Linked DNA regions of Mus musculus: region 2 is linked to region 1. A link is a contact called in public Hi-C data. All regions are on one chromosome and are shown on one strand. Each heading gives the region's core, a stretch centred on a gene start, on an enhancer-like site or on the middle of the called end of the contact. The rest is flanking DNA. Distances are from core to core; before and after follow the strand shown.

Evidence for each region. A called contact is a pair of places that touch in the nucleus more often than the background predicts.
Region 2: a Hi-C map of the N1E-115 cell line shows a contact between it and region 1, with 12 times the contacts expected there. The contact joins two enhancer-like sites. A contact is called at or near these places in 15 of 484 Hi-C or Micro-C datasets (the G1E-ER4 cell line, the HL-1 cell line, the N1E-115 cell line and 7 more) and 1 of 115 datasets of contacts at active chromatin or transcription factors (embryonic stem cells).

What each region holds. Positions count from the first base shown.
Region 1 is chr9:27,409,337-27,415,834 of GRCm38.p6, forward strand. No RefSeq gene overlaps it. Among named protein-coding and RNA genes, the nearest start is that of Spata19, 16 kb to the left of the region's middle. Within about 2 kb of position 4,890, at least 66 of the 459 cell types and tissues checked have an H3K27ac peak or open chromatin away from gene starts, as enhancers often do. A contact at or near this core is called in the N1E-115 cell line, where this site is marked.
Region 2 is chr9:27,520,857-27,527,396 of GRCm38.p6, forward strand. It overlaps Gm30791 (a long non-coding RNA gene), which reads left to right. Exons shown (of 3, transcript XR_379207.2): 2 at 439-636; 3 at 1,449-1,635. Among named protein-coding and RNA genes, the nearest start is that of Gm30791, 5.2 kb to the left of the region's middle. Within about 2 kb of position 2,640, at least 2 of the 459 cell types and tissues checked have an H3K27ac peak or open chromatin away from gene starts, as enhancers often do. A contact at or near this core is called in the N1E-115 cell line, where this site is marked.

The DNA.
Region 1 (6,498 bases), core at 3,640-6,139:
GCCAGGTTCACCCTCTTTACCCAGAGTCAGTGGAGTCAAGTAACCAGGAACTGACCCTGTGAAAGGAGAGCCCAGATAAATAGTCTCCCGTTTTAAGTTGTTAGTCTTGGGTGTTTGTCACAGTGGGAAAACACACAGAAGCAGAGAGTGGTTTTGCAGGCTGTGGCAGACGTTGTCGGTGGTGGTGAAGGAGGAGGTGGAGGTGGAGGTGGAGGTGGAGGTGGAGGTGGAGGTGGAGGTGGAGGTGGAGGTGTTGGTGGTGGTGGAGGAGGAGGAGGAGGAGGAGGAATCAGAGGAGGGATGCTTTCTGTACCCCTTGGGCAGGAGGAAGGAAGTGGAGTGGAGGAGAAAACAGTAGACTGAAGCCATGATCAGTGGGAGAGGAGTCTGGAGGTTTAGAAACACTGCTCCTAGTCAAGGTACAGAAGCCAGGCTGGGAGGTCAGTTTTATTTGGGCCCTGAATGTTGAGTCTACCCTGGTGGTACAATACACACAGGATGGACATGGATGCACACAAGCTGAGGTGGAGCATGTTGCACATAGGAGGGGTGCTGTCAGGGAACAGTCAGCAATTCAGGGAAGAGCTACAGTCTAGAGCACTGGAGAGAGGGATGGGTGGTAGCCAAGCCTTCAGTAGGAACACCTGTCACAGAGCCCTCATATCCCTGGTTGAGAAACTATTTTCTCCTGAGCCACTAGATGGCACCATTTCCACACAAACAACATCTTTGAAGGTGACCTGGTCTTTTCCTGAGACTCCTACCAGGGCTTGGTGAGATTTTTAGCACTGTTTGGGAAAGCCTAAAAAGATGAGATGCCGTTGAATATCTTTGTTTAGTTATGAAAACAGTTTACATTCACACACACAAAATAATATAGAGGCAATTTATTCAAATAAAACGTGCTGAGCACTTATACCCAATATTCTGGGGATAAGCGATGCCCAGTGGGATATGGGATGCCCAGTGAATAGAGTGTCATGTCCTGGGGAGCTCACAGTGGCAGATAGGCTGTCATGCACACTGATTATGAAATATGGTATGAAAATAAGTCAACAGTGCATGCGAGAGGGAGCGGCAGTGCGGTGGTTTTCTCTGCCAGAGAGAAAAAGCTTATTACAGGAGGTAATGTTGAGACACAGAGAGAGCGGAGGCATTGTCAGGCCCTGGAAATGAAGGAGGGGTTCACTAGGCATGGGCACCACTCCCAAGGCCAGGGGGATGTTCAGGGAACTGGCCCGGACTTTGAGTGTCTGGAATAAGGGAGGGGTTGGGTCTGGCTGATGATAGAGCCTGTTATGGGGGAAAGGTACAGACTCCGCAGGTGGATGTTAAAATGACTCCATAAGATAGGCGTGGCTTCCCGTCTAGAGGAGATGAGCATGGTTGGCAGGCCTGGCTGAGAGGGCGTGGCTGAGTTGCGGATGAGCCCCCTTCCCCGATGTCTCACACACGGGCATCTGGAGTATGAGGAGCGGGAGAGCTGCATTAGTATTATAGACACAGCGCCTTCAAACCTAGGGTGGAAATGAAATCATTAAGTGGCTCAAATGGAGTTTTGTTCTGTGCATGATTAACCCCAGGAGGGGAGTTTGGGAACAAATATACCTCCTATACCTGTATTACAGGGGGACTGAGCCACGGTGAATTAAAAGAAAATCAAGGGCAAATTTGGGACTAGTCAGCTGTGACCAAGCCATTTGTGTAGTTAAATGGAGCTGAAAGCGCTAATAACAGCTTTGCGGGTCATGGATCTTCTGGGAGGGTAGGGCAGAAGGTGGGCTGGGCAGGTGGGCAGGGAGCTGGCCCCGGCTTGCCCAGCTAGAATTTGAAGTGGGGATGTAGCCTGTTGGCCTGTTCTTGTCATCTAAGTGTGTATAACTTCCTAATGTACCCTTTTGGTTCTAGACAGAGTCAGGAATCAGTGTTCAATCTGAGTCATTGGCATCTCTTGTAGACCCTAGCTGAGCCTGGAAGACTGCTAGTGATAATCTTGTGCATCTCTGCAGCTCCAGGGGGAATTGCTTTACGGGGCTACAACAAGGAGGACTTAAGACAAAAGCTGCTTTCATAAGCTATACCATATGTAGTGGGGACCCTCAGCTCAAGGTAAAGAAAGACTCAGCAAGTGTCTTGAGATACCTGAGTTAGTTGGAGCTTGGCCTTGATCCTCACCAAAGGCCAAACCATCTGTGGTTTGAATGGCTCCCATAGGCTCATAAGCACTATTAGGAGATGTGACCTTGTTGGAGGAATTGTGTCACTTGGGGTAGGCTTTGAGGATCCAAAAAGCTCAAGCCAGGCCCAGTGTCTCTCTCTCTCTCTCTTGCTTCTGCCTGTAGAACTCGTAGCTACCTCTCCAGCACCCTGTCTGCCTTCATGCTTTCATGCTTCCTGCCATGACGATAATGGACTAAACCTCTGAACTGTTAGCCAGTCCCAATTAAATGTTTTTCTTTATAAGAGTTGCCATGGTCATGGTGTCTCTTCAGAGCAATAGAAACCCTAAGTAAAATGCCAGCACATAAAAATGGGGTAGTTTGGCCACATGGGAAGGAATGGATGCCCAGTGATTGTGAGAGTATGCAGGCAGGCCTTCCACACAAAACAGATGGGCAAGGAAGATGTATAAGGAGAGGATGGAGGCTGAGAAGTATAAAGCATTAGGAGGGGCCCAGGCTCTGGTCCTATAGGGGCAACTCATCTTGGTGTGTAACGTGGACAAAATGGGGGCACAAGAGGCCCCTCTAGGCTCTCTCAGATGGCTTAGTGGTTGTTGCACCCTCTGGGTATTCCACACAACAGCATCAACTGGTTCTGCTTGGTTTGAGACACAGTGTATATGCATATGTGTTTGCTTACTTCATAGACTGCTCTAGGGAGGTGTACTCCATCCTTCCAGGGTCTGGGGAGGCAGCACTCTGCCTCCACGCAAGCCAGTAGCTCTTCTATATGTCTTCCAATTACCCAGCAGTCGATGTAGGGCTGAAAGCCATTTTCCTAAGAGAGGGAAAAGAGAGTCTAGAGAAAATGTCAGGTGTTTCTGAGAATTGGGGAACTCTGAGTGACCCACAGGGAAGTGGAACCTGTGTGAGGATGGTCCCTGCCCACCTGTTTCATCTTGCCCTGGTTGTCACAGAGGATGATACCATCAGCTTCTGAATTTTTCAGCGGGCTCTGTCACTGGGATGCATACCCACGTAGGGCAGGGGGGATCCCAGAACCCTCTTCCTACTCCTGGCAGTACTCAAGGAAAGACAAAGCCACTGGCCGTGACTCTGGCCTGAGTGTTGGCATCTCTTTTGCTGTCCTCTCCCCATTGTTCCTTTGAATCCTGGGTCTCATCTCTCCTAGCACTGCAGTTTATGCCTTCACTCGTCACTTGCTGGTGTGTGTGTGTGTGTGTGTGTGTGTGTGTGTGTGTGTAGTTGGGCATGGAGGCCAGCATAATGAGTGTGGGATGGATTATGTGAGGAGGTTGCCGTGAGAGAAGGGACAGCCCAGAGAAAGGCAGGGCAGTGGCTTTATTTTGTAGGAAGGCTTTTAAGTAGCTGTGTACCTTCTAGCAGAGGTGTACATGCAAGGCCTTTTCCTGAGGGGGACTGTGTAGCGTGTGTGTACGCGAGCGAGAGCTCGCGCACGCACGCACGCGCGCACACACACACACACACACACACACACACACATATTGGCCCTGGAATCTCATCTGTCCCTTGGTACCTTGATCTTGAGGAGGTGTTCAACCTCACTGTGATCCAGGTTCACAGAGTCTTTTTGAAGTCCAAGGGCGGGAACCACTGTCAGTGGTACAGTAGGTGTCTGACACTTGGCAAACCTCAGGCCAGGCCAGCCACAGTGACTCCTAACCATATATGTTTAGGAAAGGGATTTGCACTGCACTTTCTAGCTGCAGTGGCTGCTGGCCATTGCTCCTCACGCCCATGAACCAATCGCATAAGCCTTGGGCAACGTGGGACAGTAACCTTGCCCTTCTGCAAGGGGATAGTTTCTGCTTTCCAGGCCCATAAAATTTCAGAATGAAGATCATGGTGGTCTTTAAGAGTAATAAAGAGCCACACATACCTAGGGGAAATAATCTCTAGGGGTAGGGATGGACTCAGAGGTACAGTGCTCGCCTAGTGTGTTGGCTGGCATCTGAAAGCCAGCGTGGCCAGGAACGGGACGCACTGGCTGGTTTTGTGTGTCCACTTGACACAAGCTGGAGTTGTCACAAAGAAAGGAGCCTCCTTGAGGAAATGCCTCCATGAGATCCAGCTGTAAGGCATTTTCTCAATTAGTGATCAAGGGGGAAAGGCCCAGCCCACTGTGGGTGGTGCCATCCCTGGGCTGGTAGTCTTGGATTCTATAAGAAAGCAAGCTGAGTAAGCCAGGGGAAGCAAGCCAGTAAGCAGCACCCTTCCATAGTCTCTGCATCATCTCCCGTCTCCAAGTTCCTGCCCTATGTGAGTTCCTGTCCTGACTTCCTTTGGTGATGAACAGCAATGTGGAAGTGTAAGCCAAACAAACTCTTTCCTAGGAACCCCAACTTTTTTCTTGGTCCTGATGCTTTGTGCAGGAATACAAACCATGAAAAGACAGAGGGTTTTCCTGGAAAAGGTACAGGAAGTGTCTCCTCTTCTTTGAGTCCAGCTTGTATGCTCCTGAAAGAGGTGCTGGGGGGACTGGCTGCTGTTTCTCCACCTTTCATAGTGGGAAGCTTGGCCTTCCTGGGTTTGTGTTCCAGTCCAAAGGATGTTGTCATGGCCGCATATGGCCAGCAGAGGGCGGTGTCGATCCAGGAGTGCCTTTGCCACACGTCCAACCCAGGGTGTAAATTGCTCAGATTTTCCCCCAACAAATAGATGGTACCCAAGCCACCAGCATGCTCTCATCTGTGTCCACAGCCAGCTCTGTCCTGCCTTTCCAGTGAGGGAAGTTCCTGTGCTTACTCAGGGTGTAGGAGGAGCAGCGACCAGCAGTCTTCTGCTTGCTGGCTCGGAGAGGCGCTCTGGCACAGGCATCTGCTCAGCTGGGCCCTGTGGGGAGCTGACTCCTGGGGGAATGAATTCACTGGCTGTTGTGCGCAGACTCAGGTTACAGCTGCGCGCTACTCTGGACTCGCCATTGGCATACCCAGCCAGGTGGGATTCCCAGAGAGGAGGTTGTGGGGAGGCATATTCTAGGGTTCAGGAACTTTGGGAACCTGTGTCTGTGTCTAGGTGGCCTTATTAGAATCTGGGGTGAAGTACTTTGAGACTTTGGCCTCCAACCCTGTGAGGAGGGGGTTTGGTGAAAATGCAGGGCACAACCTTGATTCATTGTGCTGTCAGGTTTGGGAGGGAGCCAGGGGCATTTTTTTTTTTTTTTCTTCATTCTCCTCTGTTAGGGTTAAAGCACATGATAGTGTTAAAACAGAAAGGTCTGGAGCACTGGGAAAGATAATTGTAAGAGAACTAGTGGGGGGATTAATCTGGTTTTAGTAGGCTTCTACTCCCACAGAGCCCCTCCTCTAGTATCTGGCTCTATTTCTCTTCCATAAACTTCTTGACTTTATGGATAGCTACACTTTAATATACATTCCAATATTTAATTCAGTTCAGTGTTAACAGACTGACACAATTTCTAGACCTTGGAGATATATATATATATATATATATATATATAGAGAGAGAGAGAGAGGGGGGGGGCAGCATCTTGGACCACAGCCGTAGGGCAGGGAAGGACCAATCCTAACCTCAAGGGAGATGGCACTGAAGATACTGGGCAAGGCTGGTTCTCTCTCTGGCATATACCAGCTCAATTGCACTTTTGTGCTTGCTGTAAGTAAATTTTGGCTGCTAGTGTTGTCTGTGTCCTTGTAGAAATTCTTCTCCTTCAGGAGTACAGGAACCAAGAGTGCTGCCACAGTTGGGATCAGAGGGCATTTGGAAGGATGTATTGCTCTATGGCACCTTTAACCCCTGAGCCCACAGGACAGTCCACTGCTTCTGATTCCCATCCCTCCATTCTTTCTGCCAGGGACCCTGGGTATTCTGCTGCATTGTGGTCCAGGAGAGTTAGCAAAGGGAGAGAACTACAAAGAAACACTGTGGATTTAACTCGGTCTAGAGGTGCCTTGTGAGCTTTCTGCTTGAGCCGATTCCAGCCTTCCCATCCCAACCCACTTGCCCATTCTCCATTGTTGAAAGCCTTTAGGTTTCCACCTTCTTTTCTTTCGTTCTTCCTCAAGGGAGTTGACTCTGCTCTCTGCTTCCTGCAGGATGGAGACCACACACACACACACACACACACACATCCATTCACATTGTAGACATATGCATAGCATGTATTTGTGCGCACACATTTCATTACACTAGGGATCTACTAACACCTTGTGGAGCGAAGGATACACAAAACATTTCCCCCTGACTTTGTACTACTCTGCTTCCTTAGGGCCATGGTCCTACACACTGGAGAGCCATGTGGGGACACAGGTGAAGAGACAGAAGCAGCAGGAAC
Region 2 (6,540 bases), core at 1,390-3,889, 110 kb after region 1:
CAGGCTGATTTCTTTAGGTCAAAGGGTTTGCCTTGGCAACTGGGAACACAGACTTTAACAACTGGATAGGTCCATTTAATCCACATTTTTAGGGACCAAGCATCTCAGATTTATTGTTTTCTGTATTTTTATATCGTCTGTATCATCTTTACTTCTTCAATTCGTTCATAGTCCTTGCAAATCTTTGTTGACTGGAGGCACTAAGCACACCAGTCAACGAGTTGGAAATTATTCTGAGATTTACTCAGAGGATAAGAGAACCCACTTACTGCAAATCTCTCCAAATTAACCTGACTGAAAGGGAAAGCCAGGCTGAACTTCCTGGTTGTGTGGACATTTATTTGTGAATATCTTCACTTGTTCATCCATTGAGAACTGACTGGGTACTTACTCTGTTCCTGACCAAGGGTCCTTGTCTCTTGTGGGCCTTCTTTGCAGCTGGAGAAATGCACTTCACTGATATGCCAGGCAACTGGAGGAGCACGTTTTGCCTGGAAGCCTCAAGCCTCTGGGCTGTGGGCCAGAGGTTCTTTCCTAACTGAGCCTGGTCACAAGGGTCAGGAGAATCAGATGCTGCAAACAGTTCCTTGCTGTGGATTGCGGATCACACTTCGTGGGAGGCACCAGAGGTTCTTGGTAAGAGAGTGAACTTGAGGCACTCATCTTGTAGTGAAAGCTGAATGCTGCTGTCTCCCCCCACCCCCTTTTTCCATTAATGTATTTACTTATTCACTTTACACCCCAATATCAGCCCCCTTCTCCTTCCAGGCCTCTCTTACAACTCCTCCTCCATCCCTTCTCTTCTCCTCTGAGAATGTGGTACACCCCCCCCCCCAAGCATCCTTCTTACACCCCTCCCCCCAGAACATCAAGTCATTGCAGGACCAGGCACAGACCACATCCTCTCTCATTGAGGCCAGACAAGGCCAACCAATGATTGGCCCAAACTGAGATCCATCTCACGGGCAAGAACCAATCCCTGACACTGTTAATGCTACTCCTCTCTTCGTGGCCTTTCCTCTTCTGAAGAGACCTGAACTCAGCCTCTCTAATTGCACAAGTGCTTGCTCTATGCTGGCTTTTGCCCCCCAGAAAAGCAGGGAAGCAGAGATAACACAGTCAAATGTGTGAGATGATAAGTTCTGTGTGGTATAAGTGGAAAAAATGCAGAACCAGAGAGACAGAGATGGGGTGATTGGACACGGACATAATTTTGTTGTTTAAAGTTTAGACATAGCTTTTAAAAATTTTAAAATTAGATTAGCAAACAAAGTAAATCTCATCTCGGTGACTCTGTACATGTGTGTCCTGCTTTATTTTCCTTTGCCTCCCCTCCACACTGCCCTTTGTCCCCTGCCCCATTCCAGGTGGCTCCCTTCTGTTTCTCGCCCTCTGTTTATTAGCTACCTTAAGATCTTAGCCATCCCTTCTCATGGACGCCTTTCTAGTTTCAACACCAGTGTTCTTAAACAGAAGAAACCTCCGAGACTCCAAAATTCCAAGTGCCCCTTCCATCACAGTGAGGACATCTGGGAAAGAGAAAGTGGCCTTCACCAAGCATGGCGTCGTTTAGTGCCTGGCATTCATTTGGACTCAGCAGCCCCAGAATGGAGAGAGCTGTTTACTGTTCATAAGCCAGCCATTTTAGGGTGCTTTAGTATTTTGTCACAGAAACCTAAATGATCCAAGATAATAAAGTGCCCTCTGCTTAAGATTTAAATGTCTTGTATTGTGTGCGTGAGTGCTTTGCCTGCATGTATGCACAACACGTGAGCCTGGTACCTGGGGAGGGTCAGAAGAGGGTGTCAGTTCTTATACCTGGAGTTATATGTCATTGTGAACCACAATTGCGGTACTGAGCTGTCAACTTGGTCCTCTGAAAGAGCAGCCAGTGCTTGTAACAACTGAGCCATTTGTTCAGTCCCACTATTCAATATTGAAACCAGGCAGCCTATGCCATTACAATTTGTGATATTATCTTATTTGTTCTGTGCATTTGACCGGCACACTTCTGTCCCCTTGTTTCCCTTCAGTGGAAAGGCTGGCTCTCTAGACCAAATCATTAGTAGCATAAAACAAAAGTGATGTTGTAGGAAATTACTTGGGTGGCAGGTAGAAGGCCAAATGAACAATGGGACTGTCAGTCCCAAGAGTGGCAGATTTATGTTGTCTCTCTTCTAGGCTGAAGCGATGTGAGGACAGTGACCCCCCCCCCCAACCCTTTACTTCTGTATCTGGTACCATGTCTAGCTCCCCTGTAGGTACTTAACACCTATTTGTTGTTATCATTGCAACTGACAAACATCGGAATCCCTCTTGCCCACCCCGCACATGGAAAGGCAATCGCTGCTTGGGCTGGGATCAATTCAGACCACAGCCCTGCTGCTGAGACAAGAACTTTACCTTATCTTGAAGCCTTACAGCCACCAGGAGCTGCAGGCCAATGTAATTTGCTAGTGCTTTTTAAGTCAGTAGCAGTTTTTCAGCAAACATATCAAACCCTTAATGGGGTTTTTGAAAGTAAATCTCCTGTTTGAAGTGAGAAGGAAAAGAAATAAGCAGTTATTATTCCATTTCTGTCCTTTACCTTTTAATCTGGGGGCTGGGAGGGAAGGTGAGTGAAACCGGGGTGAGTAGAGTGATTCCTCAAAGCCAGCAGGCGTCACGGTGGAGAGTCAACCTCCTGCAGCCACTGGCGTGCTGGGAGCCACGTGGATGAAATATTAAGTACAAGGCAGCAGTAATGTGGTTGCTGCAGATGTAATCAGATGAGTAGTTAAAGGCCTGGCATTCTTTAGGGAAACAAATGATTGATCAACCCTGCAAAATAAATAACCTGGCTCTTTGGCTCTACAGAGCAACTTTAAATATTCCATCTACCCCTATGTTTGTGAAGGGCTGTCCTCATCTGACTTTTGGTTGCTTGTGAATTTTGGAAGAATTTCTCAAACATGACTTTTTAGGCATTTTTTGATCCAGGCTATGGATACAGAGAGTGCCATTTAAAATTCTTGTTCTGTCTCTTGCTTGGCACGAGGCTCCTTGGAGTCAGTGATAACATACAGCCATTGGGGAGGCTGTGCGTTCTTTGGAGGACAGTGCTGGGATGGGGGCTATCTGGGCCAATGGCACACAAAGACACTCATCATAGTGTGTATTTGCAGTTTGGAAGCAGTGTGTCGAACATAAAACAGGATATGGTTTGGAAAGTGGCTGGCTCCTCATGGTTACCAAAAAGCCTAGAAAGCCTAGAAAGGCTGGGGTGCAGTGCTCTCTGGGGCAGCCCATGTGGTGAGTTGTCAAAATATTAAAAATCCTTGCTGGGAGCTTCTTCCCTATCTTAGATGATTTATGTTCCCAGATGAAAGACACATACACATATGGCCTTTATATTCTTTATATATATATATATATATATATATATATATATATATATATATATATATATATATATATTATGTATTTTCCTCAATTACATTTCCAATGCTATCCCAAACATCCCCCATACCTTCCCCTCCACTTCCCTACCCACCCATTCCTTTTTTTTTTTTTTTGGCCCTGGTGTTCCCCTGTACTGGGGCATATAAAGTTTGTGTGTCCAATGGGCCTCTCTTTCCAGTGATGGCCGACTAGGCCATCTTTTGATACATATGCAGCTAGAGACACAAGCTCCGGGGTACTGGTTAGTTCATAATGTTGTTCCACCTATAGGGTTGCAGATCCCTTTAGCTCCTTGGGTACTTTCTCTAGCTTCTCCATTGGGAGCCCTGTGATCCATCCAATAGCTGACTGTGAGCATCCATTTCTGTGTTTGCTAGGACCCGGCATAGTCTCACATGAGACAGCTATATCTGGGTCCTTTCAGCAAAATCTTGCTAGTGTATGCAATGGTGTCAGTGTTTGGAAGCTGATTATGGGGTGGATCCCTGGATATGGCAGTCTCTACATAGTCCATCCTCCAAACTTTGTCTCTGTAACTCCTTCCATGGGTGTTTTGTTCCCAATTCTAAGAAGGGGTACAGTGTCCACACTTTGGTCTTCATTCTTCTTGAGTTTCATGCGTTTAGCAAATTGTATCTTATATCTTGGGTATCCTAAGTTTTGGGCTAATATCCACTTACCAGTGAGTACATATTGTGTGAGTTCTTTGTGATTGTGTAACCTCACTCAGGATGATGCCCTCCAGGTCCATCCATTTGGCTAGGAATTTCATAAATTCATTCTTTTTAATAGCTGAGTAGTACTCCATTGTGTAAATGTACTACATTTTCTGTATCCATTCCTCTGTTGAGGGTCATCTGGGTTCTTTCCAGCTTCTGGCTATTATAAATAAGGCTGCTATGAACATAGTGGAGCATGTGTCCTTCTTACCGGTTGGGACATTTTCTGGATATATGCCCAGGAGAGGTATTGCTGGATCCTCCGTTAGTACTATGTCTAATTTTCTAAGGAACTGCCAGACTGATTTCCAGAGTGGTTGTACAAACTTGCAATCCCCCCAACAATGGAGGAGTGTTCCTCTTTCTCCACATCCTCGGCAGCATCTGCTGTCACCTGAATTTTTGATCTTAGCAATTCTGACTGGTGTGAGGTGGAATCTCAGGGTTGTTTTGATTTGCATTTCCCTGATGATTAAGGATGTTGAATATTTTTTCAGGTGCTTCTCTGCCATTCTTAATATGTCTTAGGCAACACAATAACTGGGAAGTTGCCCACTCTCCATGCTGTTAGAATCTACTTTCCTGTCAATAACCCTAAGTTGTCACTAACTATTTACCATGTTCCATCTGGGATGCTCTTAACTCCAATTGGGCAGCGCTCGGAGCCACAATTTCTTGGCCCTTAGCCCATGGCAGGTCTCCTTCTCCCTCCTGTATGTTCTTCTTCCATGGCAGCTTCCTTACTCCTCCTTCTGTCCTTATGGTCCTCTCTCCCCAAACCCTTGAAACCTCAATTCCACCTACGTCTCTTCTGCCCAGCTATTAGCTATTGGCATCTTTATTTACCAATCACCATTAACTGGGACCAGGGTTACTCAGTGTCTTACTTGTGGACTCCCTCTCTAGGCTAACCAGTCCTAGGGGCCCCAAGTTAGTATTAAAGTACAAGCAACATTAGGCCAACCCACTACAGTGATCACTTTCCACGAAGGAGGTGATGGCTGGATTACAGGTATGATGTGATGATGTTTCTCAAGGGCAACTGGTGTTCGATGAATCCTACCTTTGAAGGTGGTCAGTTGCTTCTGGGTACTAGAGATGGGTAAATGGTGGCTGGGTCTTCACAAGCCTTATTTGTCATACATGTTGGCTCACAGCAGGGAGAAGCTGCTTTGAGGAGAAATCTCTATGACCGATTTTGCCAAGTATTCACCTTTAGTCCCTGGTGGTGCAGGTGATGACAACATAGCAGCATACAGACATGATCCTTTTTTTAGTTGGGGAGCATCTAGTTTTTTGTGTGTTTGTTTTCCTCTTTGGAAACAGCACTGAGTTTGACTGAAGGCTACTGACCAGGATCTCTAGGAATGGGTTGATTTGGACTCACTGAAATGACAAGATGCAAAGATTATGAAGTGCTTTTATGTTGCACTGTATAAGTCATGCAAATAATGGCATCCAATAATGAGTTGTTTCATTCACTAAAGTCAATGCACACTTCTTAGGTACTTATTATACATCAAGCTTAAGCCATGGAAAACTATGAGAGATGTGGCCTTAGGCTTTCAAAGAACTAGATAGCTATTAGAACTTGGACTTTACCCATGGTCCTTAAAGGGTTGTCTGTAACCAGCACCTACTTCTGACAGTGATAGCTAGTAGAACTCTTACTAAGAGAGAGCCCAGTTCTTCTGGGGTTATCCAGAAGAACCAGTGGGAAAAAGAACCAATGCATGCATCATCATTAGGAATTTAAAGCTAGTTATGACTCTGAGGGCCTAGAAAGAACAGCAGGTTTCTGGGGGAGAATCCAGACTATTGCCTTCATACTGGTGCGTTTGTAACCAGGCTTAGCGAGTCCAAGGCAGCTTGTGCTGAAGAGAGCAGATGGAGAGGTGGATCCTTCTTTTTGGGTCTTGCTCATCCCTGGAAATGCAACAGATGGTACCTTACAGCCAGATGAGGCCAACCTGGGGCTCACAAAGGGCTTACCCACTTGGCTGTGTGTTCACCGTTTCCCAGTGTCCAGGACAAGGGTAGAATAGAATGGATGTGTGTGTGAGTGTGTGTGTGTGTGTGTGTGTGTGTGTGTGTTTGTGTATAGTGGGAAATATGGTCTTCTTGGGGATGCTCATGTTAGCAGGAGAGAGAATGTGTGAGGGTCAAAGAGCTGGGGAGGTTGTAGAAAGGCTCTGATGGCTCTCTTTCCTGGAATGACAGCTGGTAGGCAGCTGGAGAGATATTGTGTGTGTGTGTGTTAACAGCCACAGTGACTGGGTGTTTATTGAATTGCTGTGGATTTTCTAAAAGCAAAGCAAGCATACCAAATTGCTGCAAATTACCAAGGGCTTTCCTAATGTCTGATAAAAATACTGTGAAC